Regions from separate parts of the Mus musculus genome. Here region 1 is linked to region 2. A link is a contact called in public Hi-C data. All regions are on one chromosome and are shown on one strand. The core of a region is the stretch at or near the end of the contact, and the rest is flanking DNA. Distances in the headings are between cores, read along the strand shown.

Evidence for each region. A called contact is a pair of places that touch in the nucleus more often than the background predicts.
Region 1: a contact with region 2 is called in a Hi-C map of cortical neurons, with 1.5 times the contacts expected there. The contact joins two enhancer-like sites. A contact is called at or near these places in 7 of 484 Hi-C or Micro-C datasets (the C10 cell line, cerebellar granule neurons, cerebral cortex and 3 more) and 2 of 115 datasets of contacts at active chromatin or transcription factors (embryonic midbrain and pancreatic cancer cells).

What each region holds. Positions count from the first base shown.
Region 1 is chr1:177,407,720-177,414,247 of GRCm38.p6, forward strand. No RefSeq gene overlaps it. Among named protein-coding and RNA genes, the nearest start is that of Zbtb18, 31 kb to the right of the region's middle. Within about 2 kb of position 4,187, at least 28 of the 459 cell types and tissues checked have an H3K27ac peak or open chromatin away from gene starts, as enhancers often do. A contact at or near this core is called in cortical neurons, where this site is marked.
Region 2 is chr1:177,320,082-177,326,781 of GRCm38.p6, forward strand. All of the region lies in intron 6 of Gm36904 (a long non-coding RNA gene), which reads left to right. Among named protein-coding and RNA genes, the nearest start is that of Gm36904, 66 kb to the left of the region's middle. Within about 2 kb of position 2,395, at least 142 of the 459 cell types and tissues checked have an H3K27ac peak or open chromatin away from gene starts, as enhancers often do. A contact at or near this core is called in cortical neurons, where this site is marked.

The DNA.
Region 1 (6,528 bases), core at 2,937-5,436, 89 kb after region 2:
GGAAGTCCTCCCAACATGAAGAGCTTTAGACTTCATTATCCACTTTTGAGAAAAGGAAAGTGCCTTATGTGGGGATCCGTGCACAGTGGCAAAAGCCTAGGCCAAGGGCCCAGAAGGAGTAAGACTTTAAACATCAGGGACATTAACCGGCATCTTTTGCCTATAATTTCAGAATTTAAGGGGCCAAGGCAGGAAGAATATCATGAGTTTGAAACCAGTTCTGGGGAGAAAACTCGGGACCTCAACTCGGGGCTTCACTCATCCTAGGCAAGCATGAGTCCTTTTCTAGGATATTAGAACATCTAGTGCAGAACAGAAAACTTAGCAAAAACTTAGTCATCTTGTCTAAGATGACTCAGCAGGCTGTATCAGCCAACTTTTGTCATTGATCACCTAAGTACTGGAACAATTGGTGGCACTCAAACATGGTGGTTACTTCCATAAGTCCGGAGACTCTGTAGGTGCTCGAACTTGTGGACTCAGGTGCTCATCAAGACTGACTCGGTCATTTCCACTGATAAGTGTCTTGACCTGCAAGCCAGAGGCAAACACTAATTCCTGGATGGAGCACCATCCTTCAGAGAAAACAAGTAGCCATTTGACAGGAGTTGGTCACATTGCACAGTTCTAGCTTGGAACGAGAAAGGATTTACATTCATTAGAATTGATGCATATTCCAGATAGAGGTTTTGTTTTCCAGCATGTAGACCCTCAGCTACAATGTTTGGAGGCCCACTGGGTATTTGTGTCATTGACATGAGACTTTGTAGAACACTGTATTGCACTAGACAACCTACTTCACAACAATAGAGACATGAGGGAAAGCATTTGACCACGATTAGAAAGTATCAGATCTTTCCTAGACTACAGCATCAGATGGGGAGATGAGACCAACTTGTCAAGGAGGAGTTTTTGACACCTCTTGAAGATGATAGGCTGCCAGTGTGGGACACCTATCTCTAGGACCTTAAGTCAATGACCATTTCATGACACTGTGTCCTTAACATGTGGAATACAAGGGCATGATAACCAAAACATAGGAGGGAGGCACGGTCCCACCCCTATTCCTGAGGCCCTACCTGGGCAATTTGCACTTCCCATCCACTTACTAACAGTTTTGGCAAGATTAGAAGTTTGGCTCTAAGGAGAATGTTTCCACCAGGGGGCAGAGCAAGGGTTACCTTGTACCTCCAGACTTAAGTGTTTTCACTTCTAATAGAGGAAGGGCAAGAGACGTCATCTTGACAGGAGAAATGTATTCTGATCATCAGGAGGTAGAGCTATTGGTATGTAATGGGGCAAATGATTATGTGCTTACTGTCCTGGTGACCCATGTAGGTTCTGATGATGTTCCCCTGGCAAACAAGCGCAGCTTACACAGCACAGGATTACAGAGGTTGAGGAACAATGTTTGTTTACCAGAGCACATAAGCTATGCCAGCAGAGCAGGTGCCAGCTGAGGGAGAGGGTCATGTGGGATGGATGGGGTGAGATGGAGGGATGTGTAGCTGTGGTCTCAACACATCCCTCTGACCTTCCTCTCCAGGTTCTCCAGAAAAAGAGATGGCAAGACTCTTGCAGGCACTGTTCCCAACTGGGGCAATATTATTAGGCAGAGTAAGTGGGTTGGATTTTGCGACTGCAATAGGAGTGGTAATTCACTGCCAAGGTCCTTGCTCTGGACCCAACCTCTAGGATATAGGTTGTAGTCAGCTCACAGGTGTCCCTCGGCCCCACAGGGAACTGTACCCCACCCTCAACAGAGCCCAGATGCACCTACACTCTCTCTAGCACACCCAACGCCTGATTGATGGGGGAGAGGAGGAGTTGGGGCGATAGGGTCCAGCCCTTTTGTCTCAGTTCAGTCTGTCTTAGTCAGGGTTTCTATTCCTTCACAAACATCATGACCAAGAAACAAGCTGGGGAGGAAAGGGTTTATTCAGCTTACATTTCCACACTGCTGTTCATCACCAAAGGAAGTCAGGACTGGAACTCAAACAGGTCAGGAAGCAGGAGCTGATACAGAGGCCATGGAGGGATGTTACCTACTGACTTGCTTCTGCTGGATTGCTCAGCTTGCTCTCTTATAGAACCCAAGACTACCAGCCCAGGTATGGCACTACCCACAAGGGGCCCTTCCCTCTTGATCACTAATTGAGATAATGCCTTACAGCTGGGTCTCATGGAGGCGTTTCCTCACCTGAAACTCCTTTCTCTGTGATAACTCCAGCCTGTGTCAAGTGGACACAAAACCAGCCAGTACACAGTCCTAGCATCAAGTAACACCCCCAGCCCTTAGGTACCCATGGTCAGAGGCATCTGTTGCTGCTCTGAGAGGCATCTTCTTCTACACAGCCCTAGGCCCCACCCCTCCAAGGTACTTCACTGTGAGTGTGCTGCAGACATCTCTTCCTCGGAGTGTCTCCCAGGAACCTTTGCCTGAAACTTGATCTACCATAGAAACCAAATAAAGACAGAACAATACTGTTTGGTTCAGCGAGGACACCAGGGCATGCTGCTTTCAGGCTGATTATACCTAAACTGGATCACTGCCGTGAATAAGGACAAATTCAGTTTACCATTTTATAGAATTCTGCTGACTCAGGCCCCAACATCTCCCTAGCACACATACACAAGCCCTGCCCCCCACCCACTCCATCTGAATCAGATCTAGCAAAGAGAAAAGGCAGTTTTGATTTAACAGTTCATTTCTGATGAAAAAATAAATACAACAACAACAAAAAGAAGAAAGAAACAGAACCAACTCAGAGCAGCCCCAACTAACCACAACATAATGAGCTTACCTGATTCCTCCTGTCCTCTTTCTCTCTCTCTCTCTGTTCTGAATTTTGTATTAAACCCTGATCATGGGTCAAGTAAAATCTCAGAAAAGCAAAGGGTAGGTTCAAATTCCAATTTCAGTAAACTTATGTCCAAATTCAACATTCTATGATTTTCTGCCACAGCTAACTGTTGGAGAAGAACATCATTCCAATTTGCATACAAGGCTCCATACAAATAGGTGTTTAAAATTTACTAAGTGGATAAAGGTCAGATTCAAAACTTTTTCTGGGTAATAAATATTGCAAATATCCCCATTTTTTTTCTTGACAAACTTTTGGTTCCTCTCCCCCCCCCCCCGCCCCCGTCCGAGCAGTAAGGCACAATCATTCTAGAATACTGCCAAATATAATGAGCATCTACAGATGGGCTGGTCTGCAGCTGGAGGCTTTAACTCTGTAGTATTTATTTGAAATCTCCAAGCCAGCAGAGCAGTACAGTGAGCACAATTCTCAATGTTTTGGCTCTGGAGCAAATAGCGGTTGAACTTAGTTTTTTCAGCTAAAATGGAATTTATGCAGATGTGCTTTGCACTAAATTCATTAAACAATTACATCCTGGTGCCGTTTTCACATTTTTGTAAAGGATCTGCATAAGCACTAATTAGATCTAAGACAATGTTACTGGGCAAATTACAGTGTGGATTGTCCGCCTTGTCTTGCATTCTGCATCTGCTTCGAGATGATGATAATTTAGGTGCAAGTCATATAAATGTTGGGTTTTGTTCCATTTACTGGAAATATTTATTTGAAACATACTATAGATTAATTGATAATGTAACCATTTTTTAAAAGGGCCTCCCGATGTTTTTCTCACGGGTGTCGAGTGGTAAAATCCAATGGGAGGTGGGGGAGGGGTGATTATAGTAGCTGGAACTTCTCACAATTGCTAGCTAACTGGCATTTTCCTCCGTGAGGTTGAGGTTTGCTGCTGAAAAGATCTTTGCATTTCATTTGGCTTCAAGTGCAAGCTGGGCTTGCTGAATTACAGCGGGGCCTTTCAGAATGCAGCATTCACGCAAAGGCATGCGGAGTCTCCTGGACAGCTCCCAGGGGTAGCAACCCACCTCTTCCTGCATCAGCTGGACAGTGACAATGTCAGAAGACCTCAGTATCTTAGGAGATTCAGACGGGGTGTGTTTCCTTTCTCTAATTTTTATCTTCTATTCCGTATACCATTAAATGTAAAAGACTAACATTTAAGCATGAAATCCACTCTGTAAAAAGTTAGGACATTCCTACAGGGTTTCTATGGCAACTTTGAATTACCAACTTAATTCAAGGCTCACTCCAGCCCAGAAGTCACCAGTAGACATTCCGTACCAGACTCTCCATTCTGCTCACACCCAGAACTGCTTCTGCTCCAACCAGCAGCATCCCCCTCCCCGGAAAGAAAGCCAAGCCTGGGCATCAGCCTGGGCATCAGCTTGGCTGCTGTGGTTCTAAACCCCACTCCCATGGCTGGACTTTTCAAATGGTTACTTCTATTGTTTGATGGAGCCAGCCAGAAAAAGCCAAGTTCAGTGTGAACGCCAACAGAGATCATGAGGCAGAACTGAACTCTGAGCATAATCAAATGCAAAAGCCCAACTCCGAGACACGTGGAAACGTCCCTGTGTGAGAGAGACGCGGGAGCATAGCAAGCACACATGGGGCTCTCTGAAGTTAGAATCCAGCCTGGCTCACTCTAGCTGCCTGCTTCCCTTCTTCCTTGGGTGGGGCTTTGTGTTCCCTTCTCCGGTTTTTGCTTGGTGGGGGAGATTGTAACCATAAGGGTGATAATAATCGCTTCTACAGACTTAATTGTAAGCCTGCAAACGCTGTGCTGGTTAAATCTGAGATTACATCTTCCTTGAAGGAGAAAATAATTTAGCACTGGGGTTTCACAGTTTAAAGGTAAAGTGTATTACATTGCCCCCGTGGAGGAAAGCAGTGTTTGTTGATTATTGTTCTCTCTCTCTCTCTCTCTCTCTCTCTCTCTCTCTCTCTCTCTCTCTCTGTGTGTGTGTGTGTGTGTGTGTGTGTGTGTGTGTGTATAGTCTTACTTATACACCAAGTAGACTTTCAACATGCTGTCTCTGCCTCAGGAGTATTGAGGTTATGGGTGTATGCCACCACACCTAACCAAAAATCTATCAGCTATCAATAGCTCTTCAGCTAAGGGGGAGGGCTCATGAAACCCTCCCCACTCCGTGCTGGAAGGTTGACTGGCTTGATCTTGTACAGGACTGTGCAGGCAACTGCTGTGAGCGCATATGTGGTCCTGTTGTGTCCAGAATCTGTTTCATACCAGTCCTTCCTGAGCTCTAGCTTTTACACATCTACGCCCTCTTCTGTGTTGGTCCCTGCAACTTATATAATCTAGATGCTCCATTTGTGGCTGGTTGAGCAAACCACAGAAGCTTACTCTTTGCACGTTGGTCAATTGTGAGTTTCTACATTAACTGGTGTCCATTGCACAAAGAAACTTCTCTGGTGAGATCAGAGACACGAATTTTGAGAGCAGTTGCATACCACATCCATTTAGCAAACTAATAGTAAAAGATTTCTCCTTGGGACGTAGGAGATTTTTCAACCATGGATTTTTTTTTTTTTTTTTTACCAGATTCACACTGGGTGTGCATTTCTCCTGCAGTGTGGACCTTGTGAGTTAATCAGAAAGTAGTTGGTGATTCCCATAACATTTGTGCAACTAGAACACTTGTGGGCATATCTTGCTGGGATAGTCATTATTGTAGCTCAAGGTTTAATTATCACTGTTCTCCTCCAGTAGAGAGTATGTATGTCATGTTCCAAAAAGAAAGAAAGAAAGAAACAAACAAACAAAAAAACTAGCCAGTTGGGATGAACCTTCCAGTTCAGTTCTTGCTTAATTCTCCGTGGTATTATGACCTGGTGAGGTATTGATAAAGCAGGATGCTCTCCTAGACAGAAAACTCAAATGGTAGGCACAAATCAGAATTATGTCCTTTTTAAAAAATATATTTATTTACTTTATGTATATGAGTACACTGTTACTCTCTTCAGACACACCAGAAGAGGGCATCGGATCCCATTACAGATGGTTGTGAGGCACCGTGTGGTTGCTGGGATTTAAACTCAGGACCTCTAGAAGAGCAATCAGTGCTCTTAACTGCTGAGCCGTCTCTCCAGCCCCAAGAACTGTGTCGTATGAGCACTATTAAGGTCCTTGGACTTTACTCATCATATGTTTCCGGTTAGAACGTACAGCGAGTAGTCCAGGGTCGCTGAAAAGCAGCCTGTTTGCTCCTGACTCATTTAACCCAGAGTCAGCCTGTGATCCACTTATTCCATTCCCAGATATGTACCTCAGACTGGCCATTTTTATACTAAAACTGGTGTGTTAAATCCAAAAGCTCAATGTGACTTGGAGGTGGTGTCTTCAGGACATTATTAGGTCACGAAAGCACCACCATTGTAGGTGGGGTTAGTACACTCTTGAAAGATGCCTCAGAGAACTCCCTTTTCCTTCCCCTCTGTGAAGAATGAGTCCCCATTGGACATCCAATAAGCTAGCATCTTGATCTTGGGCTTTCCAGCCTCTAGGACTTGGGGAAATAAATTTCAATTGTCCACAGCCACCCAGCTGTTACAGCAGCCCAGGAGACTAAGAAAGTATTCCAAGAGACATGGAAACACATAACCACATAAAAAGTTGTACATGAAC
Region 2 (6,700 bases), core at 1,145-3,644:
TGGTCCTTGCACTTCTATGGTGAGGACTTTTAACTATCAACCATCTCCCCAGCCTCTCTGCAACATTTTTAGAGCTGATCAATATTTTGATTTTATAATTGTCAATACTAAGAATACCACTCCTCATGAATACATTGTACAAAAAATGCAGAAGTATGCTTAGAGCCATTTCAGGAACTGCTAGACATTCTGTCCTAATCACAAGCCAAAATTCATTTAGTGATTTGTTGTGAATTCAAGGCAGTAACTCAAACAGGAATGTGTGTGTATGCGCGTGTGTGTGTGTGCGCGCGTGCGTGCGCCGATGCACATGCATGTGCCTGTGGAGGTCAAAGTACAAATGTGGGTGTCATTAAGCACACCCCCTCATTTTGTTTCCCTACTAGGTCTCTCTGTGGCCTGAAACTCACCAAATAGGCAAGACTGGCTGGCCAGTGAGACCAGATATCCTGTCTCTACCTCCCATGTACTGGGATTACAAGCAAATACCCCCATGTCCAGCTTTTTAATAAATATGCCTTTGAGCTTATATTCTCCTGCTTATAAGGTAAGCACTTTATTGATGAGCAATCTTCTCAGCCTTTAAATGGCAATTTTTACAATTGAACATTCTAACAACACAATACAAAAATGAGACAATACTAATGTGATACATGCTGAGGAAAATATTAAAACTTTATCCCCATAATTACACCATTAAGTTACTACAAGAGCAGAAACCTTTGTGTTTACAGCAAATACACTGAAATTCATAACCTAAATTCATAACCTAATGTCAAGTCTAAGCTGAGGTGTTCTGGGTAGTGTTTACTGACACTGTATGGAATGAGGGCATGCGTGGTGCAAAGTGCCCTTGTTCCGTATTTATAACCAAGGCTGCAGGGATGTCATATGATACTCAGTGAGCAACTGCTTCAGGAAATGCTTTGACTTTGTTATGGTTTGGTTTTTAATTCATTTTTGGTCATTCTGGGTTCAGAAACCCTTCTACTGTTGCCAATTACATGGACACCCCCCCCCCCCCACACACACACACACAGGTGAATATGAAACCCTGTATGTGATCATGCCTACACATGAAGTGGGGAAAGGCACTTGATGGGTAAGTCTGGCAACCTGAGTGTGATCCCTGGCATCCACATAAGAGTAGAAAGAAAGAACCAAATCCACAAAGCTGTCCCTTGACCTCCACATGACACCATGACACCCCACACGCACATCATGCCCAGGCTCAATAATAAAATCAAAGCTTTAAGGGTAGCCTGGATATTATTAGCTTTCCTTTCTTCCCTCAAAGGTAAGATTTGAAATCTTTTTGTTGTTTAAATTGTGTGTGTGTGTTGCTGGGCCTTGAGTGTGCCTCTGAATTTCATTTCTGTAATCATGTATGAACTTGTGCTGGCCCTCAGTATACTCAGCATAGTTTTCTAGCATCCCCTTCAACGTCTACACGGGCTTTCTGGATTTTTGAATGCAGCTTCATCCTGACCTGTACTCTTCGTTTATGCTCAGGTACATGGGCTACCTCAGGCATTTTCCAGGACCCTGAGGCCAATCAACAGACTTCTTGAGAGCAACCTCCTTTCATCCACAGAAATGAAAACAGGGCTATGGCAGACAGCTCATGACTTTGTTGTTTTATTGAGACAGGGTCTCTCTCTCCAGCTGACCTAGAACTCCCAATTCTCCTGCCTCAGCTTCCCTGGTGCAGAGATTTAGACTTGTGCCACCATGCTGAGCTTGATTTGTTTTTGAAAGCTCAGCTTGAGTGCCAGTGAGGGTCTTGCTGTGTTGCCTAAGGCCTGCCTAGTTGGCTGTTCACCTCCGCCTCTCTTGTAGCTGGGATCATAGATTGCTCCATTTTGCTGGGCTACAGCTAACAGTTGCAACTTCTTTATGGAGGGAGCTCCCTTGGGGAAACCTGGAGCAGGTGGAAGCAGTGGCACTCACTGAGCAGGATGTCCAGCCTAGACAAGCTGTTCTTTTTCTGGTGACAAATGCTTCAGTGAGCAGTGACTCAACCCGTGGGCCTATGCGGTTTTGGATTGGCATGTGACCTCCTTCTCTCTGAAGGAGGCTGTTGAGACGGAAACCCGGATGTGTTCCTGCAGATTGACAGTGGCTGAGGGTTGGAATTGATCTGTGTGTGTTGGGATTGATCTGTGTGTGACAGTCAAAGCAACCTGTAGCTTAAGGGTGAAAGGCATGCCCTTAGGAGCCTGCTTCCATTTTCAGTACCCACTGGACTCATGTGTGCCTCAGTTCCCTCTTCTGTGAAATGTACCTCTTTCACAGAGATACCGTGATGATTTCCTCGCTCCAGAAAAGCTCTCATGGCCTGGCTTATTGAGAGCACTAACGCAGGGGTAGGGGTGTGGCTAGATGGTTGAGCACAAGGCCCTGAGTTTGGGCGGGGGTGGGGGTGGGGCGAGCTAATGAACTAATAATGCAAAGGAATGGGAAGGAGTGGGAATGGATGGAAAAGTTTAAAGGGGGTCTGGGGGTAGGTGAACACTGAGGTCAGCCTAAGTTTTTGAAGTGAGGTCAGCAGCCCGGCATGTCTTGTTTTTTTTGGTTTGTTTGGTTTGTTTTGTTGTCCACAAACCCCCCCCCCCCCACTTGCAGACTTTCCCACGCCGCTGCCAAGAGGGTGGGGAGCAGTCGCGCAAGTGGAGGGGAAGCAGCAAAACCCGTGGCGCGGGTCGGGCCAGGTCGCGATGGAGGAGCTGCGACTGCGGGCTGCCGGGCGCGCAGAGAGCGCATTGTGCGGGAGCGCTGAATGGAACAGGGCTATGTGCGGGCGGGCTTGCACGGATTAGCTTGCTTTCCCATGAACTACAAAAGAATGCTCGAATCTGGGGCATTTGTCATCAAGGGGCAGGCTGCGCAGGATGCAAGGTAACCGGAGCTTTTCCCGGGCTGCCGCAGTCTTTGGGGACGCGGGTCACTCTAATCCTTCCTGTTTATATTGTGAACGCGTCGCAGCGAGGCTTAAGCAGGGCCGTGGTAAATACGCATCGCAACGCGGGCATTCCTAAACAGCTACGTCCTGGGCTTGCTTTTCATTTGTAGTCTGAGGAAGGGGCACTGTTGCCTCCCATGTATTCGGTCCCAGCCCAGAGCGGCTGAGCAGCTGACACAGAAGCGCATCGAGGCAGCTTTTCTGCACACAGAACCGGCTTTGGCCCTTGAATAGTCCTCTGAGTTTACACAGTTGCTTCCCTGGTTTAGTCCTTCCAGGACTGAGGATTTCAGAAGATTGTAATATGAAACTACCTAGACACGGCTAATTTAACAGCGAGTTGTTAGAAGAAGTAAAAAAAACAAAACAAAATACAACAACAACAACAAAAGAGAGTCTTCATGGTGTTTGTAGAAGCCAGGAGATAAACTGGTCATTGGTGGGACCTTGTTAAGAATCCCAAACAACACATTTCCCTTTTGCTGGAATTTGATCCCTCTCAAAACCTACTATCTCAGGCCTGTGAGTCTGGGCAATTAAATATTTGTAGATGGTGAAGTTTGAGGTAACCCTACTCCTAATTGAAGGCACAAAACACACCACCATGCTGGAATTGAGCCTGGAGCCAGAACTCGTGACTTCCTTTCTCCTGGCTTGGTGATGTCTTCCCACGCACAAAAAGACAGAGGGCTCTCGAAGGCCTATGGGCCCTGTCTAAGCTTGTTTGTTCTCAAAAAGAGGAGTGAAGGCATTTTTCCCGTTTTGTTCATTTATTTATTTTTTTGTTTGTTTGGGTTTTTTTGTTTTTTGTTTTTGTTTGTTTGTTTGTTTGTTTGTTTGTTTTTTCGAGACAGGGTTTCTCTGTATAGCCCTGGCTGTCCTGGAACTCACTCTGTAGACCAGGCTGGCCTCGAACTCAGAAATCTGCCTGCCTCTGCCTCCCGAGTGCTGGGATTAAAGGCGTGCGCCACCACGCCCGGCTTATACATTTATTATTTAACTCTACAACCATTTAAAAGTGGTTAAAAGAGTCTGAGACTCATGTTAGGATTAGGAAAGTAATGTGAGGTTCTGCTTGTGGCCTGGAGGAGATGGGTGGGGTCAAGACAGAATAGTGCTTAGGGAAAGTCGAGGAAGGGGGTGGGGTGGGGGTGGGCTTTGAAGAGACTGTTAGCCATAGGTCCCAATTTGCAATGACTTAACAATGATCCTGACAAAAATTCTCTAACTCCCTACTCTGTACAGTTAGAATCTGCAGAGGGAACCCAGACTCCCTCTTGTTCTTATTTTCCTTCCCAGTTTCCCCCAACCCCCAGGCTTTCTTCCTTTGAGATTCACCGAACCCAGCACCTTACCTAGTCTATGGTACTTTGCTAAGCTTTGGTTCCGTTTAAAATACCAGAAAGGGTGATGGTTGGAAGGAGATGGTTAGTGGGACAGCGTTTGTAAACACAGCAGAGGTGGCTAGGACCTTCTCTGTCGCTGGTGACTAGCATAGTCCTTGGTCTCAGAAACTTGTGCTTCATACTTCTGCAATGATTATGCAGGAAGCATTAATTCCAGAGTTTATGTGTTCCCTTAGCTGGAAAGTTGTGTTGCCAGACAGACAGACAGACAGACCCAGACCCAGACCCAGACCCAGACCCCCTCCCCCCCCCACACACACACAAACCACTTGATTTAGGGTCCCTTTCCAATAAAACATACCAAACAAACTCACACTCTTTCTCTTTCTGGGGAATGTTAAATATTGTTAATATGAGAGGTGTCTGTTCCAGGAACTATGAGCTACCACATGCAAAGTGTTAGATAAAAAGGCAATTGCTTGTGGCTGGGGAAGGTAAGAGCATTCACTACTCTTCGAGAGGACTTGAGTATAGTTTCTAGCATGCACATGGCTGCTTACAACTCTATAATTCTAGTTCTGTGGACTCCAACACCCTCTTCTGGGCTCCTTGGGTCCCAGGCATGCATGTGGCACTCATATACATATACATGTAGGCAAAAAAATTCATATACGCAAAATAAAAAAATATTTTTAAGGTAACATTTAGAAAACTAGACTAATATCTCAATGTTTATTTGGTAATCACTTTACAGTTAAAGAACATCTTGCTTTTCTACACAAGCAGAGTGCAAAGTCCAAGCATTTAAGACTCATTTGACAAATAGGCAATTGTATAAGGCACATGTGTAAGGACCTTGCCCTTCCATCCTGAGCTTGAGACCCACCAGTGCTATGAGCTCCTGGAGTAGCAAATGGAAGGGTTATTAATTTCCTTATCAAAGGAGATATTCAGTGCTTTCATTCTATGTCATAATTAAAGCCACGGGTTCAGAGAAGCACCACTACAGTGCATACCACCTCTAGTTATGTTTCTTGTCTTTTTTTTTTTTAAAGATTTATTTATTTATTATATGTAAGTATACTGTAGCTGTTTTCAGACAGACTCCCTAGAAGAGGGCATCAGATCTCATTACAGATGGTTGTGAGCCACCATGTGGTTGCTGGGAATTAAACTCAGGACCTTCGGAAGAGCAGTCAGTGCTCTTAACTACTGAGCCATCTCTCCAGCCCCCATGTTTTTGGTCTTTATTTGTAACACACTGTCAAATGTTTTAAAGAAGACATCCCTCCTGTCGAGCCATCCCCCTTGTCATTCGGTGCCACATGTATGTGCAAGGGTTTCCATAACTCTGGGCTGGGATGTAGCTCTTAGTGGTGGCGCATGTGCTTAGTTAGCACGTAGGAGGCCCTGGTTTCCAGACCTTAGCATGTGCTATGAAACTTGAAACTCTTTAGCTAATCTTCCAGTGGAACATCTTTAAGTTAAAGGACAGAAGTGGAAGCTCCCTCTGCTCATACATTAAGCAGACCCCTCTTAGACAGCCCTCCTGAACCCTGAATCAGCAAGGCCCTTCTGACTCTGACCCCATTAACACTTGCAATCTGTCTGTTAAATTTTTCCGTGGAAATGGTGCTTGTGTATTTAATGTCTGCCCATTTTGCCCCTTAGCTCCCAAGGAGAGACTTGAATCAAGCTCAGTCATGTATTCCCAGTACCTAGCACATAACCTTTATCAAAAACAATTGTTCAAGTAGTGAATAAACTCAGAGATTTTATAAACTGAAAATACCATCCTTCCAAATAACTTAAAAAACAAAAAACCTTTTGGGACTAGGAGTGAGGCTCAGTGACAGTGCACCTGCTCAATGGGCATGGGGCACTGGGTTCAAACATCAGCATCACTGTGGTGGTTTGAATATGCTTGGCCCATGGGAAGTGGCACTATTAGGAGATGTGACCTTGTGGGAGGAAGCGTGTCACTGTGGGGATGGGCTTTGAATTCTATGTTCAGGCTCTGCCCAGTGCAGAAGAGGCCTTTTCCTGGCTGCCTGCAGATGCCAGTCTCCTAGATGCCTTTGGATTAAGATGTATAGAATTCTTGGCTCCTGCAGCACAGTCAGCTTACATGATGCTATGCTTCCCACCATAATAATGGACTGAGCCTCTGAAACTGTAAGCCAGCCCGAATTAAATGTTTGCCTGTATAGGAGTTGCCTTGGTCATGATATCTTTTCACATCAACAAATTGCAAACTAAGACAACCATCAAATACACCAAAATATAAATTTTTTCACTGTTACACAGAAAATGATCCATTTTTTCATTGGTATAGTTTTGTTTTTCAAGACAGAGTTTCTCTATGTAGCCCTGGTTGTTCTGAAACTCACTA